5 separate regions of the Mus musculus genome follow, and regions 2, 3, 4 and 5 are each linked to region 1. Evidence: chromatin contacts called from public HiCAR-type and promoter capture Hi-C data. All regions are on one chromosome and are shown on one strand. Each heading gives the region's core, a stretch centred on a gene start, on an enhancer-like site or on the middle of the called end of the contact. The rest is flanking DNA. Distances are from core to core; before and after follow the strand shown.

The links. Promoter capture Hi-C pulls out the DNA fragments that hold promoters and counts their contacts. HiCAR-type assays count read pairs that join an accessible place to other places. Capture Hi-C pulls out chosen DNA fragments and counts their contacts.
Region 2: a promoter capture Hi-C map of pre-B cells shows a contact between it and region 1, with 3 times the contacts expected there. The contact joins the promoter of Tex14 here to the promoter of Med13 in region 1. A contact is called at or near these places in 1 of 39 promoter capture datasets (pre-B cells) and 1 of 115 datasets of contacts at active chromatin or transcription factors (pancreatic cancer cells).
Region 3: a contact with region 1 is called in a promoter capture Hi-C map of adipose tissue, with 4 times the contacts expected there. The contact joins the promoter of Appbp2os here to the promoter of Med13 in region 1. A contact is called at or near these places in 5 of 39 promoter capture datasets (the C10 cell line, hippocampal neurons, liver and 1 more), 3 of 115 datasets of contacts at active chromatin or transcription factors (astrocytes and embryonic stem cells) and 1 of 9 other capture datasets (adipose tissue).
Region 4: a HiCAR-type map of astrocytes shows a contact between it and region 1, with 4 times the contacts expected there. The contact joins the promoter of 4930502E09Rik here to the promoter of Med13 in region 1. A contact is called at or near these places in 1 of 39 promoter capture datasets (hippocampal neurons) and 1 of 115 datasets of contacts at active chromatin or transcription factors (astrocytes).
Region 5: a promoter capture Hi-C map of hippocampal neurons shows a contact between it and region 1, with 3 times the contacts expected there. The contact joins the promoter of Car4 here to the promoter of Med13 in region 1. A contact is called at or near these places in 2 of 39 promoter capture datasets (hippocampal neurons and liver) and 1 of 115 datasets of contacts at active chromatin or transcription factors (astrocytes).

What each region holds. Positions count from the first base shown.
Region 1 is chr11:86,356,278-86,358,977 of GRCm38.p6, reverse strand. It overlaps Med13 (mediator complex subunit 13), which reads left to right and starts at 1,382. Exons shown (of 30, transcript NM_001080931.2): 1 at 1,382-1,518. The coding sequence starts at 1,453.
Region 2 is chr11:87,403,657-87,406,356 of GRCm38.p6, reverse strand. It overlaps Tex14 (testis expressed gene 14), which reads right to left and starts at 1,292. Exons shown (of 31, transcript NM_031386.2): 1 at 1,187-1,292. Rad51c (RAD51 paralog C) reads left to right here and starts at 1,851. Exons shown (of 9, transcript NM_053269.4): 1 at 1,851-2,053. The coding sequence starts at 1,936.
Region 3 is chr11:85,233,771-85,236,470 of GRCm38.p6, reverse strand. It overlaps Appbp2os (amyloid beta precursor protein (cytoplasmic tail) binding protein 2, opposite strand), which reads right to left and starts at 1,305. Exons shown (of 4, transcript NR_028329.1): 1 at 1,139-1,305. It overlaps Appbp2 (amyloid beta precursor protein (cytoplasmic tail) binding protein 2), which reads left to right and starts at 1,351. Exons shown (of 13, transcript NM_025825.3): 1 at 1,351-1,799. The coding sequence starts at 1,662.
Region 4 is chr11:84,827,926-84,830,625 of GRCm38.p6, reverse strand. 4930502E09Rik (RIKEN cDNA 4930502E09 gene) reads right to left here and starts at 1,448. Exons shown (of 3, transcript NR_046281.1): 1 at 1,214-1,448; 2 at 584-724; 3 at 1-136. Dhrs11 (dehydrogenase/reductase (SDR family) member 11) reads left to right here and starts at 1,623. Exons shown (of 7, transcript NM_177564.5): 1 at 1,623-1,875. The coding sequence starts at 1,729.
Region 5 is chr11:84,956,464-84,959,163 of GRCm38.p6, reverse strand. Car4 (carbonic anhydrase 4) reads right to left here and starts at 1,410. Exons shown (of 8, transcript NM_007607.2): 1 at 1,223-1,410. The coding sequence starts at 1,277.

The DNA of each region.
Region 1 (2,700 bases), core at 133-2,632:
GGGCGCAGGCACGAGGCTAGTGCTCAGGTTGTATTCATGCATCATATAACAAACATAACATTTGTTTTCCTCATTTTACAGATGAGGAAACTGAGTCACAAAGAGGTAAAAGACTGGCTCCAGCTTCGAATCCTGAACAGCAGGACTTTATTTCTAGTTCATTAACCACAAGACCATATCGTTTCATTTTTTTTACCTCTTTATTATAACTTAAAAAGAGAGGGCGAGGCTGGTGTCTATCCAGCTCTCATTCTTTAGCCCTAGAGTTCTGCGATGTACCCCGGCGGCCTTATGGAGTGAATGAGAATGCATTGGAACGTCTTTCTTTTTCTTTTCTTTTTTCTTTTTCTCTCTCTCTCTCTCTTTTTTTTTTTTTTTTGCCAACTTTCTCTTCCAAAGAATTTGAACTGATTTCCAAGTAATTCTCGATTTTGAAGTGAACCTTCCTGCGCTGCTGCACTTTCCCCAGCCAGCAGAAAGCTAGGGCCAAGACTCGGGTCATCTTAACCGGGGCATCCAGCAGATGGCGCCATGTTAGTAGCCACCAGCTGGCCGCCCGGTCCCCGGGGCTCCGAAAGCTTCCCTGCCCTCCCTCACCGCCTTCTCTCTCCCCCCTCCCTACGGAGCCCGGCCCACGTGACCTCGCGGCGGCCAATGGGCGAGCAGAGAGGGCGAGCTGGTCCCTGTGGCCGCCATTAAAGCGAAGGGAAAACCCGTGAATTCGGATTAAAGGGGGAAAAACACCGCCCGCTGGGCCCACAAAATGGGGGAGACTACGGCGTCCAGGCGGTGAGGCGGCAGGAGAGCAGACGTTAGGCAGGCTTGGCCCAGGGACAACACGAGGACACAGCCGGAGAATGGACTGAGCCCACAGACGCCGCCACCACCTCCGCCGCTGAGGAGACTCTGGGCTTAAGGACATCGCCGCTGCCGGGCCGGGGGCCCGGGGTGCTCTGCCGGTCCTCGCCCTTCCCGCCCCTCCGCGGGCGTCCCCGGGCCGCGGAGAACCCTCCCGGGCTTCTGGGCTCGGCCCGCTCGGACTCGGGCTCTGACTATTTATCGTGTACCTGATTGTTATTATTATTTTTTTGTTTTTCGTTTTTTTTTCTCTTTTCTTCTTTTAAATCTTTTTTTATTTTTCTGGTGGAAGGGACAGACATCCCTTCCCCTCCTCTCCGGAGAGGGACGCGCGTCCGCGGGCTCCGCAGTCCCGGCGGCCGGCCGAGCGCGGCGCGGCCCTCCCGCCTGCGGCCTCGGCCCCGGGCGGCTGGGTGCCTCCGGGCGGCGGGGGCCGCGGCGGCGCCGGGGGGCGGCGGGGAGGGCGGGCGGCCCGGCGGCCTCCTCCCCACCGCCCCCCGCCCTCCCCGGTGTCTGTGTTTCTCTCTCTGGTCGGAGGCGGCGGTAATGGCGGATGGTGGGTTGTGGCGCCGGCGGCGGCTGCTGTGAGGGACGATGAGTTCCTCCTTCGTGTCGAACGGGGCCAGCCTGGAAGATTGTCACTGTAACCTCTTCTGCCTGGTGAGTGCGGGGGCCGCGGGCGGTGGGGGAGGGGGCCGCGCCGTGCGCCCTTGGGCCGTGGGGGAGGGGGTCTGGGTCGCATCCAGATGCCGGTGTCCCCCGGCTAGGCCCCGCCGGAGTCGGCCTCCTCCGAGGCTCTGCGGCCGCCCCGGGAGGCAGCGTCCGCTCACCTACCGACCGGGGCTCTGCTGGGAAGAGGCTTGTCTTTCCCCCCACCCCCTCGGTCTTTCTCCTCCTCCTGTCTTGTTTTGGACTCTTTTCCCCATCCTAGTCTTTTCCTTAACTTGGGCTGCTTATCTGCCCGGATAGTAATATTTTCTTGTGTGCTTCTTGCTTCCCCGCCTCCCCGCCCCCCGCCCCTTGTATCGAACAGTGTATCCCTTTTCCACACTTTCCACGATTGCCCCTGCTCGACTGCCTTTAAGCTCGCTTTTCCCTTGTAAGTGGGCTTCTCTTAAACAGGACCCCCCCAAAAACTTACGTATTAAAACCCTCTTCGTTTTGTAAGTTAAACTAATACAGGGGTAGTGTCCTTATGGGTGACTTCAGATCTTTGTGTAAAAACAGTGTGTGCCGGTTCATATGTTTTCTTTTTAAACTTTGAAAACATTTTGCCATTTTGACAATTTCTAGCCATCTTGCTTTTATTAGAACATTATGTTTTTGTGAGAGTGGAGGGGCAAGTGGAGGAGGTACTGTGGTTTCGCACTAAACGTTCTATATTTGTCTGTTTTGCTTACGTTTTAAGAATGTTTTGAGCTGGCTGTTCCTTTTATTGAACTGAAAAGTCTGGGGCAGCTGGAATTAGGGATGTTCTAGTACGTGTATGTAGGTCGGCCCAAATCGGATAACACTCAAGAGTTAAGACTTTTGTCAAAAGTACCAACTGTTGCAAATATCTAGTCCTGAATTAAACGATAGCCGAGCTTCCTGAATGACTAAGTTAGAGTGACTTTTTTCATTTTTCGTGTGCTCTGAGAAATATTAAGTCTATCATAGGTAAGTGAATTAAGTGGGTGGAGCATAACTAGTTGGCAAGCATAAACTGCCAGTCATGTATCAGCAGTTTCATTTTTGGCACCTTATGCTTTCTGTCACTAAGTTAGAATAAGGAATTACTGAATTTCCTTTGTTGAATCTCTTTCACGATGTGGTAAATGGGGATCTTCAGCACACTTACGT
Region 2 (2,700 bases), core at 43-2,542, 1.0 Mb before region 1:
GTAGTACAGCAGGTAAAGGGCCTGGTTGCCAAGCCTGACAGCCTCAATTCCATCTGTCCCCAATACCACATGGGGGAAGCCGAGAACCAATTTCTCTCACCTCCAGTCTAGTAATGTGGCCTGTGTGTCACACACAAACACAAAAGAAATGTAATAATAAAGAGTCGTTGCTTTAGCTGAGCATTGGTGGCACTGACCTTTCTTTTGTTTTGGGGGTGGGGGGTTCCAGACGGGGTTTCTCTGTGTAGCCCTGGCTGACCTCAAACTCAGAAATCCACCTGCCTCTGCCTCCCAAGGGCTGGGATTAAAGGCGTGCACCACCACTGCCCGGCTTTTTTTGGGGGTAGGGGGTGGGGGTGGGGAGGTCGCTGGCCTTTCTAATCCCAGTACTCAGGAGGCAGAGGCAGATGAATCTCTGTGACTTCGAGGAGAGCCTGCTCTACAGAGTCAGTTTTGGGAGAGCCACGAAAGAAACCTACACAAAGAGGTTGTCTTGAAAACCCACAAGTTAAAAAAAGAAAAGAAAAGAACCCGGTGTGGTGTCGCACACCTTTGATCCCAGCACTCAAGAGGCAGAGGCAGGCAGATTTCTGAGTTCGAGGCCAGCCTGATCTACAGAGTGAGTTTCAGGACAGCCAGGGCTACATAGAGAAACCCTGTATCGAAAAACCAAAAAGAAAAGAAAAAAAGAAAGAAGAAGTTGTTGTCAATAAGTAGTGCAAAAGCAGGGAGAGTCGCGTATTCCTATATCCCATAATTTAGAAAGTTTAGATGCTGTCTTCAAAAAAAATGCTAGATTTTTTTTTTTTTTTGAAATGTGAGGTAGGTATGACACACTTTTTTTGGTTTTGTTTTGTAGCTCTGGCTGTCCTGAAACTCACTCTGTAGACCATGCTGTCCTCGAACTCAGAAATCCGCCTGCCTCTGCCTCCCGACTGCTGGGATTAAAGGCGTGCTGCCACCACTGCCCGGCACGACACACTTTTTTTTTATATCATCTTCCGTATTTCTTGGGCCTTTAAAGCCACCTTCCAAACTGCCAATCTCCCCAAAAGTTCTGATGTGGAAGCAGTCACTCCCGCTCCGTCAACATCCCCGGTCAACTCTACTAAAGAGGTCCAGCTCCTCCCTCGGGACACCAGAGGCCCAGGCTAGACCACGAGACGACAAGGACACGATAGCTTACTTTTCCAGCTACTTCTTACTCTAGGCAGGCCTGCCGACATGAATGCTCAGAAACCGCCACACTCTGAGGGAGCTCCGGAGTCCCGGGGTCACCCACCGGAAGCTGTGCGTGCGTGCGTGAGCGGGCGAGTGCGTGGACGCGCGCGTGGGCGCCAACCACTCCCTACCGCAGCCCCCCAAAGTGGGAGGCTGGCCCACAATCCCCCGCGAGGGCGGGAAAAGCAAGGGGTCGCCTGGCAAGGGTCAGGGGACACACAACAGACCTCCTACAAGGGTTTTTTGAATTTTTCACAGCAGGAAACTGCCAACTGGTCAGTTTCTGGTTGCTGCGTCTACTACAACTTCCATCCAGGAGGATGGATTCTTGAGGAACCCGTGAAAGAGGGCAGAGCATGGTGAGGAAATATGCTGTACAGGGTTCACTTGGCCTGGCTACCGTCTCCGCGTCTCCGGCCTCTTTTTTTGTTTTTGTGTTCACTGTCAGGCTATATCCGAAACGTGACTCGGACGAGTGAAACTAGAAGACAACCTTACATGAAACCAGTGTGTGGGATTTCCTCAGCAGCAGCAAGGCCTCGTGAGTCTAGGCCGCGCGAGCCCCGCCCCTTACGCCGCGCGTGTGACGTCACGCCACTGACCCTCCCCCGCGGGAGGGCGGGGTTTGGGTTTCCAGCGCTTTCGCGCCTCTTGCTCTACGTCACTGCGTGCGTAGCCGCCGAGCTCTCAAAAAAAAAAAAAAAAAAAAAAAAAATGCAGCGGGAGTTGGTGGGTTATCCGCTGTCTCCAGCGGTGCGCGGGAAGCTGGTGGCTGCGGGGTTTCAGACGGCGGAGGACGTCCTAGAGGTGAAGCCCTCCGAGCTCAGCAAAGGTAACGACTCCCAGCTGCCAGCTGATGCACCGCGGCCGCTTGGCGCCGCCTCCGTCTTCGTTCCGCCGCCTCCGCCAAGCCGATCTTTTGACACCGCTGAAATTCTCTTGAGCTTGGAACTGTGTGGAGCAACGTTTACTGATTGCTTTCTCCGTGCTCGCTGGATGCTTTGAGGAGTGCCTCACTTAATGGTTTAAGGAAGGCTCCTCTTGGACCAGGGTGTCCAATCTGTAGATGAAAGAACCGACTTCTCATCTTGAGGTTTCATGATAAACTGGGTTGGGAAACAATCACAAGCCATGTAATTCTCCTTGGTCAAAGATCCTGGGGGGCGGGGGGGGGGAATTGAAGTTGAAAAATAAAGGATTAGAGAAGGACTAGAGATATTTCAGTGAGAAAAGCAATAGAACATTCCCTTAGACCAGGAGAAAGCTCTAGAAAGACGTTCGTGATTCACAGGAATACTGCCTCCCCCCCCCCCCCGCCCTGGCCCCCGACTTTTCTCAGAGTTCTTTAGGTTACAGATAAGTGGGAATCACAACCGGGCAGTGGTGGCGCACGCCTTTAATCCCAGCACTTGGGAGGCAGAGGCAGGTGAATTTCTGAGTTCGAGGCTAGCCTGGTCTACAGAGTGAGTTCTAGGACAG
Region 3 (2,700 bases), core at 56-2,555, 1.1 Mb after region 1:
AGGACCCTGACTCAAAATCAATCATCAATCAATCAATCAAAGGGTGTTTTAGAGGTTTCTATGTTTTTTTTTTAAACTTGATAAATCTGTCAACCCTATTTTGAGGCTGACTACAGCTTTCCCAGGTTTGTCAATTATAGCCTAAGAAATCACAGGACTGAAGAAGTTTAAATGTGTGTATGGTTAATCAGTTTCACTGGATTTAAAGTGCATTTCTCCATTTGTTTGACATGCATTCTCAGACTACTAGAAGAATTTGGTAGGCAAGCCAAAACATTTAATAGATTCTTTTTTTTTTCAATGCAAAAATGGGGAAACGGGGCTTGAATGATTGCTCAGTAAAAAAATGCTGGCAACTACCTTTGATCCCAGCACTAGCGAGGCAGAGGCAGCAAGATCTCTGTGACTTGAGGCTAGCCTGGTCTACAGATAAAGTTCTAGGAGAGCCAGGGCATGTTAAACAAATTTTTCTTCTTTTAAAAAAAAAGAAAAAAGAAAATTGTCCCAGCACTCGGGAGGCAGAGGTAGGCAGATTTCTGAGTTCGAGGCCAGCCTGGTCTACAAAGTGAGTTCCAAGACAGCCAGGGCTATACAGAGAAACCCTGTCTCGAAAAACCAAAATTTAAAATAAAATAAAATTGGATAGGGGCTGGTGAGATGGCTCAGTTGATTAAGAGCACCGACTGCTCTTCCGGAGGTCATGAGTTCAAATCCCAGCAACTACATGGTGGCTCACAACCATCCCCAATGAAAAAGAATCTATGAGCTAGGGCTGAGCGAGTAGAGCAGGAGACAACAGGGCCAGAGCAAGAGGGACAGGCCTGGAACTCACACTGTAGACCAGGCTGGCCTGGAGCTCACAGAAATCCACCTGCCTCTGTCTCTGCAGTGCTGGGATAAAAGTGATGGGCCACCACATCCCTCAATATAGATTTTCTTTGTTTGAGACAGGGTCTCACTCCATAGACCTTGACCTCAGGAGATACCCCTGCCTCTGCCTCCCAAGCGATCCATTCCAAGTGCACCACCATGCCCCGTCCGTGCTGTGCACTTTTGTGAAAAAAAGATCAGTCCTAAAGTTCGTTGATCTAAAAGATCAATTCTTAAAGTTGAAGAGGGCTGTCGTCGAAAAACTCACTGAAACGAGACTGTGTTGGAGAGCCACAGCACGCTGGATAAAACACCACTCCAACTACCGCCCAGCTTCCCCGGTGTCTCGTCCTTTAGGAACAAGCACCCAGCGCCCCTCAGACGCTCCGCGCTCTTTCTCCGCAAGTTTTCCGCCTGCCGCATTCCTTCCCGGGCGCGTCGGCGCGTCGCGCGTTGACGTCATGACGCACACACGCAGCCCCGCCCATGCAGAGCTGAGAGCCTGGACGGAACTGGGCTCGCTCTCCTGTTGGGAATGTGAGGCTCTCGGTACGGTCGTGGTCTGCGTTCGTCCGGATCTTCCGTGGCCGCCGCTACCGCCGCTACCGCCAGCACCATCTGCCCTCAGGCCGCGCGCGCACGCAGAGGCCCGGCAGCCGGGTCCGAGAGGCGCGCGCACGCCCGCTCGCCCGCGTGGTCGCCGCCCCTCGGAAGCCTCCGGAGCCTCACACGGGTTCGCTACGGAGGGAGGCGGAGGCCTGCGGGAGGAGGCGGAGGAGGAGCGAGGGAAGATGGCGGCCGTGGAGCTCGAGTGGATCCCGGAGACGCTCTACAACACCGCCATCTCCGCTGTCGTGGACAACTACATCCGCTCGCGCCGCGACATCCGCTCCTTGCCGGAGAATATCCAGTTCGACGTTTACTACAAGGTACAGGCGATCTGTTCTATCGGACCCCGCCGCTGCTCCTGGGCCGCACCCCCTTCCACGTCCACGGCCCGGCCTGTAGCTCTCGAGGTAGCGTCGGCTGCGGTGGCCGCTTTCCGATACGCCGCCACCCCCGCGTCTGCCTCCCGGTCTGTGCGGCCCGGGGGGGTTCTTGTGTGAGAGCTATCCGCCATCCCCTTAGGGGCCCCAGGGTAGGCCTGCGGGAATGCCTGACCCAGCCGAGTCCCACCCGGTCCTCTAGTCGCTGGGGTATTTTCTGTCTTCTCTAGTGTTTGTATCAGCTGGACTTTTTTGTTCCGCTCCACCCCTAATTCTCCCTACTTTGTCATCTCGTCGATCCTCTTTACCCGAGTAACTGCTTTCTTTCTTTTTCTTTTTTTTTTCCCCTCCCTTCTCTAATCCGAGTTTCGTCCCTTTCCTTTCTTTCAATCCGAAATGATTTAGTTAGGGCTTAATGAAAATGGTCTGTGGGCTTCATTTGCATATCCTTGAAAGCTTTTTTGTGTGGTTTCTAGGTTTGTTTTGGTTTTTCGGTTTACACTTTGGGTTAAATTGGGAATTTTACTAATAGATTAGTAATAGACTGGATCTTTAGAAAGGACGCAGTGAAATTCCCTGAAAGCAAGAAGTAGAAATCTGAATTATACCAATGTGTATGAAAAGTGCGATTTTGCAGCATTCTTGCGTCGCTCCCTCTCAAAAATCTGCACAGAAAGTCCCAAGTTGCTCTCCAAGGAGTTTCAAGGGTAAGTGTTCATAGACGTGGACAATTTTTGCAGTGTTCTGAGAGGGAGGAGAACTTTATGGACTCGGAGCCTCCCTTTTCCTCTCCCCCACGTTTGAGTGTGAACACTGGCCTTATTCAGGGATCCTTGCTTTGAGT
Region 4 (2,700 bases), core at 199-2,698, 1.5 Mb after region 1:
ACACTAACCTCAAGTTTACAATTCTGCCTCAGCCTCCTAGGACTGCATCAGCATGGGTTGTGTGACTGTGGTAGGCACGCACGCGCCTGGTCTTTGAGCTTCTTATCCATGTCCAGAAATCATAAAGGATGGCTATCTGAAGAAGGTAGACATCAAACAGTTTGTTGGTTTTTTATTTTTATTTTTTGTTGTTGTTGTTTTGTTTTGTTTGAGACAGGGTTTCTCTGTAGCCCGGGTTGACCTGGAACTCACTGTACACCAGGCTGGCAACAAACTCAAGAGATCTGCCTGCTGAGTGCTGAATCAAAGGCATGTACCACCAGCTGGCATTATCAGGCATGTATGGGTACACTGTTGGTGTCTTCAGACACACCAGAAGAGGGCATCGGACCTTTTTCGATAGTTGTGAGCCACCACCATGTGCTTGCTGGGAATTGAACTCGGGACCTCTGGAAGAGCAGCTAGTGCTCTTAACTGCTGAGCCATCTCTCTAGCCTTCATCACACTTCTCTTTTTTTTGTTTGTTTTGTTTTGTTTTGTTTTGTTTTGTTGTTTTTCACACTTAATGTGCCAGTATACTTACTGTGTTTGAGAAAGGGGCTCATGTTTCAGTTGGCCTGGAATTCACTCTCTACTAAAGGATGGCCTTGAACTCGTGGACCTGTCTCTTATGTCCCCTTACCGGCTTGTGCCACCATGCCTTGTGGTAGAGCTCTGTTGGCTCCTGCACAAAAGAAAAACAAAAATATTGTTTTTGTTGTTTTTTTCGAGACAGGGTTTCCCTGTATAGCCCTGGCTGTCCTGGAACTCACTCTGTAGACCAGGCTGGCCTCAAACTGAGAAATCCACCTGCCTCTGCCTCCCGAGTGCTGGGATTAAAGGCATGAGCCACCACGCCCGGCTCAAAAATCTTATAAGGGTATATTATGCATGCTGTTTAAAGTTATGGCTACCACGTGATATTCAAGTTGTCAGCTTCTGCGGGTGACTATTGATGTACATCGTGTAACATTTGCGCCGTTGTAGGACTGGGAGTGGTTGATGTCAAGGACGGTTGAAGACGTGGTGCCATTTAGGTGTAGAGTACTTGGGTATTTTAACCATTTACTTGGCCAGTGAAGCCAAAGGATCAGGTACAGTGAACAATAACCCTTCCTCAGGTCAACTGGCCTTGATGGCAGAGGCCCTTAAGCTTTTTGGATTGAATCCTTACTGTCAGTCACCAGTGGTTTGGGAGGGCACTGGAGTAACCTTTAGATCCCCCATCCTGTCCTCAGGCCTTTGGAAGTAGGGCTGATTGAGCAAAGGAGGCCTTGAGTGCGTGCGAGCGTGCGTCCTCTTCCTCGCAGATGGAGGCTCTCCACCGCAAAGGGAAGCGCTCACGGTAAAAGCAACTCCACCGGCTGTCAGGCCCCACTTCCGCGGTGGGCCCCTATCCTCAAGGCTGTGCGGTTTCCGCCTGTCGCGGGAAGGACGGGCTCGTGCGCGGGCGTGGGCGTGTCCGGAAAAGGTGGCCACTCGGACGCCATGTGGCCCAATGCGGAGGTCCCGAGGGCGGAGCCCGGGCCGGAGGCCGGGCCAATAGTGGGTGGGTCTAGGCGCAACTCCAAGTTGCCGGCGTCCCCCACTGCAGTGACCAGGGAGCCACCGATCTTCAGTAACCCCAGACTAAGCTCCCCGCTCCCAGTGCCTGGTTCGCCGAACGAGGTGGGCAGACGGCTCGGGACCATGACTAGAGCTGGCATGGAGCGGTGGCGCGACCGGCTGGCACTGGTGACGGGAGCCTCGGGGGGCATCGGTGCGGCCGTGGCCCGGGCATTAGTCCAGCAGGGACTGAAGGTTGTGGGTTGTGCCCGCACCGTTGGCAACATCGAGGTAAGGCTCCGCCAGGCAGCGGGGACGCTCTTGGGGGAGGGGGGAGTACGTCGTTTCCATGGGGCAGGGCTTTGAGTGAGGGGAGGGAGAGTTGCCGTGGCCGGAGCCAGAGACCCTGCTCTTTTTGAGCCTACTACCCTAGGGCCATTTGCAACGGCCTTGAGAGCAGGAGTGCTGTTTAGTAGCGAGAGGACCTAAGTTCTCTCTAAGTTCTATTTTTATAAGAGCCATTCACTCCTGATAGTTCGTGTCGCAGCAGAGTACCAAATCCTGACCCCTGGTATTCTCTTCCCTTACCCCTGCCATCTTGTGCCCCCTATACTGGCAGGTGAAAGAGGAAGCCAGAGGTCAAGGGCTAGCTAGGCAGCCAGGGAGAAGGGGGAAAAAAAGAAAAGAAAAAAAAAAAAAAACTGGCTAGTCTAAGTGACTAGGTTAGTTTCATCTTGTCCCCAAACCTCACCCAAGCCACACCGAGTAAAGTGCTGGCCAACCAATGAACAAGAAGCTAGTGTTTGACCCATGACTGAGGGTGAGGTTAGGGTGGAAGCTAGCTCTCCTTTTAATTCAAATCTGAGCTCAACTCACATGCCATGAGCCTAAAGAGTGAATGGAATATTTACTTGTAGATCTCTTTCTCTCTCTCTCTCTCTCTCTCTCTCTCTCTCTCTCTCTCTCTCTCTCTCTCTTTTCTGATTCATTTTCCTAGGTGGGACTGAGTAGGTGAAATAGGGCATTAAACCTGTAAGTCTTGAGAAAATAAAATGTTACGGATCCAGAACTCCCTAGTTTTTCTCTTAACATTCTTTTGGGGGTTCCTGGAGTTAT
Region 5 (2,700 bases), core at 161-2,660, 1.4 Mb after region 1:
GATGGAGTCCTACCTACATGGCCCCAGGTCACTGGCCAGGTCTCATGACCTTCTTGTAGAGTGCTTTCTGCCCAGAGCCCAAGGACACTGCCTAAACTCTTATACTCTTTATCCTTAAAACAGCACCCAGGAACACAACTACTAAACCCGGTTTGTAAACGACAGAATACTTTATACGTCTTAACCAACGTGAACAGCTACAAGGCACTGGTTAATTTAAAAACATTTTCCTTTTTACTAAGTCGTTTTAAGTGCCCAACCCCTAGACACACACACACACACACACACACACACACACACTCCGCCCTTTAACATTATATTAGTTGCTCTTTTCCCTCCACTAAGAAGGAGTTGTTGCAAGATGCCTTACATCCTCCAAACTAAGTCCTGCAACGGGGAATACTCTCTCTCCTTCTGGTCTGAGAGACCCCTCACGTCCCCACCGTACGCCCCACTATCCATTCCAGGGCAGAGCACCCAACTCTGGAAGGGAGTTCTGGCCCGTTGGACGGGAAAGCTTCCCTGCGGACTAAGAGATGAAGTCTTCGTGAAGAGCTATGGGGTATTGGAGAAGGTGCCAACCGCTAGAATCGCCTTTAGCTCCTTATCAAATATTAACACGCCTCTACCTCCACCTCCCACCTAGAAGAATAATTAAGAGCTCGGTCTCACCATTAATCTTTAAACGAAAATCACCTTGTCTGGAAAGACCGGCTTGGCCAGGGACTTGGGTCTTAGGATGCCCCCCGCCAGGCTCCCAATCCAGCACTGGGGGAAGGGGAGAAGGGAGCTTGAAGCTCAGAGGGCAGGACCCTAGAGTCAGAAGAAGGGAACACCGGGACCCCAATACATCCAACCTGCTGCGCTTGTTCTGGGTGGGCAACAGTTACCGGTTCAGAGTCTCTGCAGGACAGTCGGCCACTCGCCACCCACGGGCAAACCCAGGAGAACCAAGGTGCGAAAAGGACCGTGGATCCAGGCGGGTCAGAGAAGCATCCTCACCACAGATCACACGAGCGTCCAACACGCGGACACCCCGCGGCCACACACATGCGAGCACACATCCCCCTCTCCCGCAGCCTCCCGCGGACACGTGTAGGCGCCCCCGCTCACACAACCAGGTCCGCTGCAGCCTCACGGTTCCCTGCACGAACAACGCGCAGCCGGAGCGCGCTAGCAAGGGTACCGGGTCCTGGGGGCGCAGAGGGTCACCCGAGGATACCTTCAGTAGAGGGGGCCACGTATGCCAGCGCCAGCAGAGCAAGAAGGAGCTGCATGGTGCTTGAGGGGAAAGACGCTGCCCAGCCTAGGGTCAATCACCAATGAAGCCACCCTAGGCGTCGCGATCATGCTGGTGGAGGCTTTATAGCAGAGCCACGACCTAAGGGAGCCCGGACGGCTAGACGTGGGAGTCGGCTCCTCCTCCTGGCGGAGCCTCTCTTCGCCTTGTCCAGTCTCAGATCGGAAAGAATCATCTCCCCGCCTACCTTGCTACCTTGCTACCTTCGCCCATGGCGAAAAGACCCCTCACCCACTCCGCATCTTCAGGGCTTAGAAGCGGAGTATCCCCACCTTGCCCCCATCCTACTCCTGTTAACTGATTCCGGAAGAAAGATGAGCTATCCTCAGGTACCTGACCCACGGGGTATCTTCCCAGACTCGTAACTTCCATCATGCTGCCACCAACTGTTCAGGGTCTCCTAGTGTGTCCTTGTAATAAACTTGATTTGGGGCAAGATGGAGCCAAATGGTCTCAGGGAGACGGAGAATCGAGACGGTTGAAAGCTTTGCAATGCTGTTTGTTGAAGAGATGCCCGGTGAGAGGCTCTTTGAGGAAGCGGTAGCTGACGCTCCAGTCTCATCTTTTTCCTTCCTGGCTATTCCAAACTTGATTTTGTTTTGCGTTTTCTTTCTCGGGACTGGAGATGATGGTTATGATGACGACGACGAAGATCCTCCTCCTCCTCCTCCCCACCCCCACTCCTTTTCGTTCCCTATTTCTCATACTAGGCAAGCACTCTACCACTGAGTTACATCCAAACTCAATTTTAAAGAAACCAAGACCCGTCTTCCTACCTAGAACTAAGCTCCCTAAAACGTGGTTACTGGTGGGTCTTGTGCTAAGCCAAGAAGATGGGGTGGAGTGGAGAGTCGGGGGGCTGGAAAGGGTATGGAATTAAGGGGATGGGAAAGTGAGGAGGGGGCACGGAGACACAGTAGAAAATTGGTTTACTAGAAAAGCCCACGATGTCATAGGGGAAAGGACTGGTGCTTTTGAGATCTGATGACAGTAGATGACAGTTGGGGAAGAGAAAAAAAACTAAGGATCTGGATATATCCCTAATTCTCCCATCAGACAGGAAGAGTCCTCAGCAAAGAGTAAACGGTCTCCCATATCTGGGAAATGGATCTGGCCTCACTTCCAGGCAAGCACTACTTGTTACTCTCTGTGGAGGTCCCTTACATCTCACAGATGGGGAGTCTGCGCATCCCTGGGGAGTTTCTAGGACAAGTCTGGGGAGATGAACAAGGAATAGCAGTACACCTGGACTCCTCCATCAACAGGAAGCCCTATTTTTCTGGTCCAGCTACTTCCCTATCCGTTGCCAAATTCTCTTCACATCACCCTCTCCCTGCCCCAGCACCAGCCTTTGAACCTCTGTAGGGGAACGACTCCATCAGAACAATCCAAGCAAAGGA